Regions from separate parts of the Canis lupus genome. Here region 2 is linked to region 1. Evidence: chromatin contacts called from public Hi-C data. All regions are on one chromosome and are shown on one strand. Each heading gives the region's core, a stretch centred on a gene start, on an enhancer-like site or on the middle of the called end of the contact. The rest is flanking DNA. Distances are from core to core; before and after follow the strand shown.

Region 1 (4,219 bases), core at 1,146-3,645:
CATCCAGGACTTTCAGAGCTACAGAGCAGAATCAGTACCTCAAAGCTAAAGGACAGGCTGACTCTTGTCAGGGGCCGATGTAGCTGGTGACTTCAAGTTGAAGCCAGTGCTCATGTACCACTCTGAAAACCCTAGGACCCTTGGGAATTATGGTGAATCTCTTCTGTCTGTGCCCGATGGATGGAACAACACAGCCTGGATGTGAGAAGTGTGTGTTACTGGCACAGAAATGTGCATGTAAATCAACAGATGGGGATGAAGAGCTCAGAAATAAACCTATGCCTTGAATACCAATTAATCTATGACGAGGGAGGCAAGAATATGCAATGGGGAAGGGACAGTCTTTTCAATAAATAATGTTGGCTAAATGGGCTACTTTTTTTTTTTTTTTTTTAAAGATTAGAGAGAGCATGATGGGTGGAGGGGGCAGAGGGGGAGAGAGAATCCCAAGCAGACTCTTCCATATGCAGAGCCTGACAACCATGACCAAGATCATGACCTGAGCCGTAATCAAAAGTTGGACGCCCAACTGACAGAGCCACCCGGGTGCCCTCAAACTGGACCACTTTCTTACACCATACACAAAATTAAGTGGATTAAAGACCTAAATGTGAGGCCTGAAACTAAACTTGGAGACTACACCAAAATGAAGTAAAGGACTCCATCAACAAAACAAAAAGACAACCTATTGAATGGGGAGAACATACCCATAAACGACATATCCAACATGCAGTTAATAACCAAACTATATAAAGAACTCATACAACTTAACATGAAAAAGTTCGAATTAAAAAGGGCAAATTTGGGGATCCCTGGGTGGCGCAGTGGTTTGGCGCCTGCCTTTGGCCCAGGGTGCGTTCCTGGAGACCGGGGATCGAGTCCCACGTCAGGCTCCCGGTGCGTGGAGCCTGCTTCTCCCTCTGCCTGTGTCTCTGCCTCTCTCTCTCTCTCTCTCTCTCTCTCTCATAAATAAATAAAAATTAAAAAAAATAAAAAGGGCAAATTTGTAATTTTATATAATTTTTTTTCTCAGACTCCCCAAAATATCAAAAGTTGGATCCAGTCCTGCTAAAACAATGCAAAAAGAAGGCTGTCGGCAGGCACTCAAATGTGCGGTCAGTGAATGAGAGCATGTGTGTTTGAGAATAGCGTAGATTGAACAGAGGTCAATGTTTTAACCTTCGAATGAGGAGCCTTTATTTTCTAATTGTTTATTCTAAGCTGTAAAATCAAATATGGACTTTCTATACCATTACACTTCTGTTTTGACCCATGGACAGTCTGGAGTCTTAGATTCTTACTTATAAACTTTTATGAATGTCTGATTTTTTAAAAAGACATCCATGTAAATATACGCAATTCTTGGTGTAAATTTTAAGAAATCATGATCAGAAATCATGACGTCCTACAGTGAGTAGAAAGAGTACGTAGCAGCTTCTCTCTGACCTGGTCATGATCTAAGGTCACACGTGCTGATCCAAACTTAGATCTGCTCTCCTCTTTGGCTGCCAGCCTGAAGCATGACAGGTGGCTTCCCTGGATGTTAGGGAGTTTGCTGTTTTCATTCCTTGATTCAAGAAATCCAGCGTTTCTCCTCTTACGTTGTGGTTACGGAGGCAGACTGATGGTGCTTGGACGTTTCCTCAATAGTGGCTGATGTTTGAAGCTTAGCAGTGGGAATGGAGAGGATAAGGAGGTCTGAGGAAAGAGCTGAATTTGCACTAAGCCAGGTTGGGAAATCACTCCTTGTTGAGACAAGTACGGGGCCTCCGAGGAAGAGCAGATGGGGCATTTGGGTGGCTCAGTTGGTGAAGCGTCTGCCTTCGGCTCAGGTCATGATCCTGGGGTCCTGGGACTACTTACCCCGAGGGGAGTCTGCTTCTCTCTCTGCCTTTGCCCCTCCCTCCACTCTTGCTATCTCTTTCTCTCTCTCAAATAAATAAAAAATCTTAAAAAAAAAAAAAAAGTGGAATCTGGGATTACCTTCACGCGGCCATCTCCCTGTGGCTGCTGCAGGTGTCCTCTACCTCCACCATTCTCAGCAGATGCTTTGAGAAAATAGCAGAGGAAATGTGACCTTCAGGCGTGAACTTCTGCAACTTGCCTTCCCTCCCATCCAGGCTTGCCTGGTGGTGCACATCTTCCCCCGCCTGCCTGTCCTCGCTTCTCACTCGGGACGACTCGTTCACTTTCTCACTGAAACTCCATCTCCTGCTTCCTGGGTTTTGCTCCCCAAATCCAAGTATCTGCTATACCTTCCAAACAGCCTCTGGTTATTTCTTCCTTTGCCTACAACCGCGGTTAGTATAGTTTCGGTCCTTGGACAGCAGCGTTACCGCTTGAGAACTTGGAAAGCACAAGGTCGAGCTCCCCGCATCTGCGGGAGCTGGGAGGGCCCAGCAAGCCTCGGGGCCGCGGACACGCAGTGGGTCTGAGACCCGCTAACAGACACGTTCGAGAGGCCGCCGAGGCCGCCGTCCCCTACCTCGCTGGCGCTGTGACCTCAGTTTGTTCTGTTTTCTTCTAAACATCTCGGAAGTGTCGCCCGCAGTCTCCCACTTCGTGCTCCTTGCCGTAGGTCCGCACTGGTTCTGTGCCAACGTCATCGTCCCTGTTGCTTCATCAAAGGTTCTTCAATCTTCCTCTTACTTGATCTCCTTACAGCACTTGCAACTTTTAAATTTAAATTCCAGTGAGGGGATCCCTGGGTGGCGCAGTGGTTTGGCGCCTGCCTTTGGCCCAGGGCGCGATCCTGGAGACCCGGGATCGAATCCCACATCAGGCTCCCAGTGCATGGAGCCTGCTTCTCCCTCTGCCTGTGTCTCTGCCTCTCTCTCTCTCTCTCTCTCTCTCTCTCTCTCTCTCTCTCTCTGTGACTATCATAAAAAAAAAAAAAAGTGTAAATTCCAGTGAGTTAACATACAGGGTAATATTAGTTTCAGGTGTACAATGTAGTGACTCAGCACTTCCCCAGGGGAGCCGGTGCTCATCGCGACAGGTGCGCTCCTCCATCCCCAGCACCTGTTCCCCCCGCCCGCCCCCCACTCCTCCTCTGGTGCCCAGCAGTGTGTTCTCCGTAGTTAAGGATCTGTTTCTTGGTTTGTCTCTTTGTTTATTCCTTTCATGCATTTGTTTTGTGTCTCAAACTCCACACACAGCAGTTCCCAGTTAGTGAATTCATTTCAAGCCCTGGTGTCCGATGCATTCTGGCTTCATCTCACACTTTCCGAGCTCTGCTCTCCTTCCCTGGCTCCTCCTCAGACTTTTCCTCGGATTCCCTCCTCTTGCGGAGCCACATGAGCTTCCACTCCCTTCCTCTTGCTTCCACCACCGTCTGCATGTGGGTGCTCCACACTGTGTCCAGCCCAGGCTTTCCCTGCCAGGAGCAACGGGTCTTTCTGGCTTGTTCTTGAACATTTTACCATATGTCACAAACTTGCTCTACTTAGGAGCTAACTCAGTCCCCCAAGTTAGTTACCTTGATCGAATTTGCTACCACTTCCCTCCCCAACCCACTATTAATTCTACTTCTGTTTTATATCCACAATCGACCTTCGTTTACCCTTACTTTTACTGCGTTTGCTGAATATAAAACATTTTATGTCGTGCTTAAACCATCTCAGGTAGGGCAGCCCCGGTGGCGCAGTGGTTTAGCGCCGCCTGCAGCCCAACCCGTGGTCCTGGAGACCCTGGATTGAGTCCCACGTCGGGCTCCCTGCATGGAGCCTGCTTCTCCCTCTGCCTGTGTCTCTGCCTCTTGTGTGTCTCTTGTGAATAAATAAACAAAATATATTTTTTTAAAAAGCAATAGAAAATACTGTTAAGCTGAGGATGCATCTAACACACCTAATCTACCTAACTTCATAGCTTTCTGTAGCCTACCTTAAATTTGCGTTAGCCTCTAGTTGGGCAAAATCATCCCATTTTATAATGAAGCATTGAGGGGCATCTGGGCAGCTCAGTTGGTGAAGTGTCTGCCTTCGGCTCAGGTCATGATCTCAGGGCCCTGGAATTGATTCCCCCATCGGGTTCCCTGCTTAGTGGGGAGTCTGCTTCTCCTTCTCCCTCTGCCCTTGTGCTCTCTCACTCTGTCAAATAAATACATAAAATCTTTTTTAAAATACATAATAAGGGATCCCTGGATGGCACAGCAGTTTGGCGCCTGCCTTTGGCCCAGGACGCAATCCTGGAGACCCGGGATCGAATCCCACGTCGGGCT
Region 2 (4,219 bases), core at 824-3,323, 100 kb before region 1:
GGTTTTCACCAATTCTCTTATTAAGCTGTATGTTGGTTAAACGTTACATACTATCTTTGCATGCAAAAAACTTTTTGTTTCTTGCTTCTTACAAATCACAGGCTTTGACTTTTTAGTTATTATGTCTAAAAAGGACTGCGAGAGTATATATATTTTTTAAAAATTTATTTATTTATTCATGAGAGACACAGAGAGAGAGAGGAAAGGACACAGGCAGAGGGAAAAGCAGGCCACAGGAGCCCGATGTGGGACTCGATCCCAGGACTCTGGGATCACGCCCTGAGTCAAAGGCAGATGGTCAACTGCTGAGCCACCCAGGTGCCCTTAATGCAGGATTTAAGTAATTTCTCTGCACCCAAACTGGGATTCGAATTCACAACCCTAAAATCAAGAGTCACACACTCCACCAACTGAGCCAGCTAGACACCCCCAATTAAATAATATTTGATGTAACTATACTTAACATCCAGCTCCTTTATTAGACAATAAGCTTCAAGATGGCATGGGTCTTCTCTGCTCATTTAAATCCTGTATTTTGGTGCCTAGTACTTAACAGGCAGCCCAACAAGTATGAAATACTTAATTGGAGTCTTAGGCAGTGTCAGCCATTAATTAATGCAATTACTTTATCAGCCTGTCATCTTACTGATGCATCAGGTTGATTATAATGTTATCAATTTACACCTTAAATTGCGCAGTGGAGTTGGCTTAGGGTTGAAGATAAAACCCAGTTTCCCTGGCAAAGATAACTGATTACATAGTTTATTGTGGACTAGGCCTTTTCTCTGACCCAGCTGTGTGACCTTGGCCAGATCACTGTACCAGTCAGGTCACCTCTACAAGCCCTCCCTTATCATTCTGCCAGGACATCCCAGGCCCAGTGGATCTGAGTCCTTGTTCTATTATCCTGTCATGGTTGAATCATGCCTAGATCACTCTAAGAAGTCATTTGCAGAGTGAGGACACCTAGGTGGCACGATCATGTGTTATGTAAGGAGATACTGGGGAAGCTTCCTACATGACCCTTCTGCTTCTGTTTACGATTTACAGGGTAGAGAGAGTTTGATCCTGCCATTCCTCTGCTCGGAAGCCTGCAGTATAGCCTATCTCACCCAGAACCAAAGCCAGTGCTTACTTATGGGGGGTCCACCAAGCCCTGAATGATCTGCTCTCCTCTGTCTCTGCGGTCCACACACCAACCTTCTCATTGTTCTTGCCACACTCTGGGCAACCTGCCAACCCACCATCCCCTGTCTGGAATGCTCCTGCACACGGGGCCTGGCCTCGCCCCTCACCTCCTTCAGGTTTTTGCTCAAAATGGCATCTTCCCAGGGAGGCCTGCTTGGGTCTCTCTCTGCAACGTTGCAAACTTCATGCCTCTTCCTGGCTGCATTTTGCTCCATAGATCTTATTATCTTTTTCCCCTAAAATATTATGAATGTAGGAAGGAATATTGTTTGTAAACATGTATGATATAAAAACCAGGGACACTGTGTGTAGGTTCTACCGCGAGTTATATTCTCTTCCCCGAACCAGTGGTTCCTGGTCTAAAAGGCCAAAGCTTGGAGTTTTATGGTGAGTACCTTCTAGGATCATGTGCCTTCAGGAAATCCAACATTACTACTCAGTGCCTGAACAACCTTGCATGGATATTTTCAGCGCCAGGCACTCTGGGTTGGAAATATTAATAGTTGTCACTTCTGCGCGTGCAGTGACTCATTCAGTCATTCAGCAAACATCTATTGGACGCCTTCGATGTGCCAGTTCCTACGGACCCAGCTGCCGAACCCAAGCCGAGCGAGCTGTCACAGGCGTCTCCTCTGCACACCCGGGGTCCGGGCCTCGGGTGGGGGTGGCGGCGCGCCCTGCACACCGGCTCGCTGCACACGCAGGGTCCACGCCTCGGGTGGGGGTGGCGGCGCCCCCTGCACGCGCGGGGCCCGGGCCCGGGGTGGGGTAGCGGTTCGGGGCGCAGGGAAGCTCTCCGGTCCCGCCAGCAGGGGGGGCGCTGCCGCCCGCCCGCCCGCCCGCCGCGGCGGCCCGGCTCCTAGGCTCGCTCCCGAGCGCGCCCCCGCCCTCCGCGTCACGTGACGCTGCCGCGGAACCCGAGCCGCCGGGCCTAAGCCGAGCTAAATTCGTTGCGGGTGGCCGCCGCGGGTGGAACCACAAAGGCTAATCCGAAGGATCGGGGGTGCTCGCGGCGTCGATGCTTCCTCGTGCAAGTCAGGTCGCCTCCTGCTGCCTCCTCCCCACTCGCCGCTGCCGACTCCCCGGGCGTTTGCATGAGCTCTTTGGCGTGGGCAAGCCCCGGTGACCATGTAGGGGGACGAGCGAGGCCGCTCCAGTGCCCGGGACGAGGTCAGCGCTGTGGGCACGCCCCCGCGGCGCCCCGTGCACCCCCCGTGCCGGCCCGCGGGCCGCTCGGCTCTGCTGGGCAGCCGGGCCTCCGCCTGGGGCCTGGCCCCGAGCGCCACGAAATCTCGCGCCGTCTCGCGAGAGGCGAAGTTGAAGGAACATGGCGACGTCGAATCTGTTAAAGGTAAGACCCTCCGGCCAGCCCGGGTCGGACTCCGCGGCCGCCGGCGCTGGCTCTCCGGCGGAGGCTCGGTTCGGGTTCGGCGGCCAAGGGTGGGAGGGCTCGGGGGTTGTCCGCCGCGGGGGAGGTCGGGGAAGTGGCCGCCGGCGGCCGGAACGCGGGTCTGTGGCCTTGGGGCCGGGAGGCTCGGACGGTCCGTCCCGCCGGCCGGCGCGGGGAGGGCGGGGAGGCCGGGGGCTGCCCAGCAGGGGCGGGGAGGGCGGGGAGGCCGGGGGCCGGCGCGGGGAGGGCAGGGGCGGGGCGGGCAGGGGCAGGGGCAGGGGCAGGGGCCCCGGAGCCGGGAGGACGGGAGCCCGGCCGAGGGCAGGGGCCCCGGCGCAGGGAGGGCAGGGGACGGGGACGGGGCCGGGGCCGGGCCTGGGAGCCGCTGTGGCCCCGGTGCGGGGTGGGCAGAGGCCCGGGAGCCACCGTGGCCCCGACGCGAGTAGATGCTGGGCGCTCACCCGCTGGGCCGCAGCTCTCCGCGGGCTCCGCTGCTTCTTGCGGCGAGAGTCCCAGGCGAGCGAACCGGAAACCCGAGGAGGCGCTGCCCAGGGGGTCTCGGCCTCGACTGGCCCCCGCCTTCCCCGTGCCTGTGGGCCTCGTCCCGGCGCACGCAACTCCGGGGCGCGCAGCTCGCGGTGCCTTCCCCCGCGCTCGCGCCCTCCCGCTGTGCTCGCTGTGCTTCCCTCGTGGCTCCCAAGCCCGAGTTCCTATTTCTTCTGTTTTTCCTCGGGAAACTACCCCGCACGCAGCCCGAGGGCAGCACGCCGTCCGGTGATGCGGGGGAGGCGCTCCCAGCCTTTCAGAGCTCCGCGCCGCCACCGGATCAAGACCAGGGTTAAAGTTAGTTTTGTGTCTGTGTCAGTGGGGTGGCCCCGGGGATGGAGGCCCAGAGGGGCAGAAAGCCGGGAGGGGAATAGGAACGCAGGGCACAGGGACAACAGACAGAATGGAAAATACAGAGAAGTAGGCTGCAACCTCACGTAGGACTCCTTTCCACTACCGATAATTGCCTAACTGATGGGACTGTTCTATGAAAAGTAGACCGAATTTTACTAATTTAACAGGCAGTCTGTCTTCTTTCAAAAGGAGGAGGGGCTTAGCACGAAACTCTATCTGCCACTTAGAAGCTGTGTGACTTTGGGCAAGTTTCTTAACTTCTCTGTGCCTAGGTTTCCTTAGCAGTAAAATGGCACCATCAGTAGCACCTATTTCACGAGCATTGTTAAGGTCGATGTTAACGTATGTAAAATGCTTAAAACAGTGACTGGCACTGAGTTAGTACACAGTCCCCGTAAATAACCAGGATTACTACCGCGGTGGCTTCTCTGAGAAAACGAATTTAGAACAGGATAGCAAAGTTCTAGTAGATGCAGAGAGAAAACTTGTTTACTTTCTAAAGACTCCTGTTGGAGCTTCTCAGATGTTTACATAAGCAGTAGCTAATGTTATTCATTGAAGCGTTTGAAAAGTAATTGGGTTCCTGATTCGTTGTGATTTTTTTTTTTTTCTTTCTTTGACTTGATTACTTGGATGTAAAGCAAGATCTTTTTCCCTCAAAAATTCTGTCTCAGGAAGGAGCAAGTCACTGTATTGTACTCCATACGAAGCCTTACAAAGGATTGTTTGGAGAAGGTGCAC

The links. Hi-C and Micro-C count contacts between places; a contact is called where the count stands out from the background.
Region 2: a contact with region 1 is called in a Hi-C map of blood, with 5 times the contacts expected there. The contact joins the promoter of CUL5 here to the enhancer-like site in region 1. A contact is called at or near these places in 2 of 9 Hi-C or Micro-C datasets (both in blood).

The regions. Positions count from the first base shown.
Region 1 is chr5:24,423,602-24,427,820 of UU_Cfam_GSD_1.0, reverse strand. No RefSeq gene overlaps it. Among named protein-coding and RNA genes, the nearest start is that of ACAT1, 9.0 kb to the right of the region's middle. Within about 2 kb of position 2,395, at least 5 of the 20 cell types and tissues checked have an H3K27ac peak or open chromatin away from gene starts, as enhancers often do. A contact at or near this core is called in blood, where this site is marked.
Region 2 is chr5:24,523,346-24,527,564 of UU_Cfam_GSD_1.0, reverse strand. It overlaps CUL5 (cullin-5), which reads left to right and starts at 2,073. Exons shown (of 20, transcript XM_038536286.1): 1 at 2,073-2,510; 2 at 2,513-2,539. The coding sequence starts at 2,283.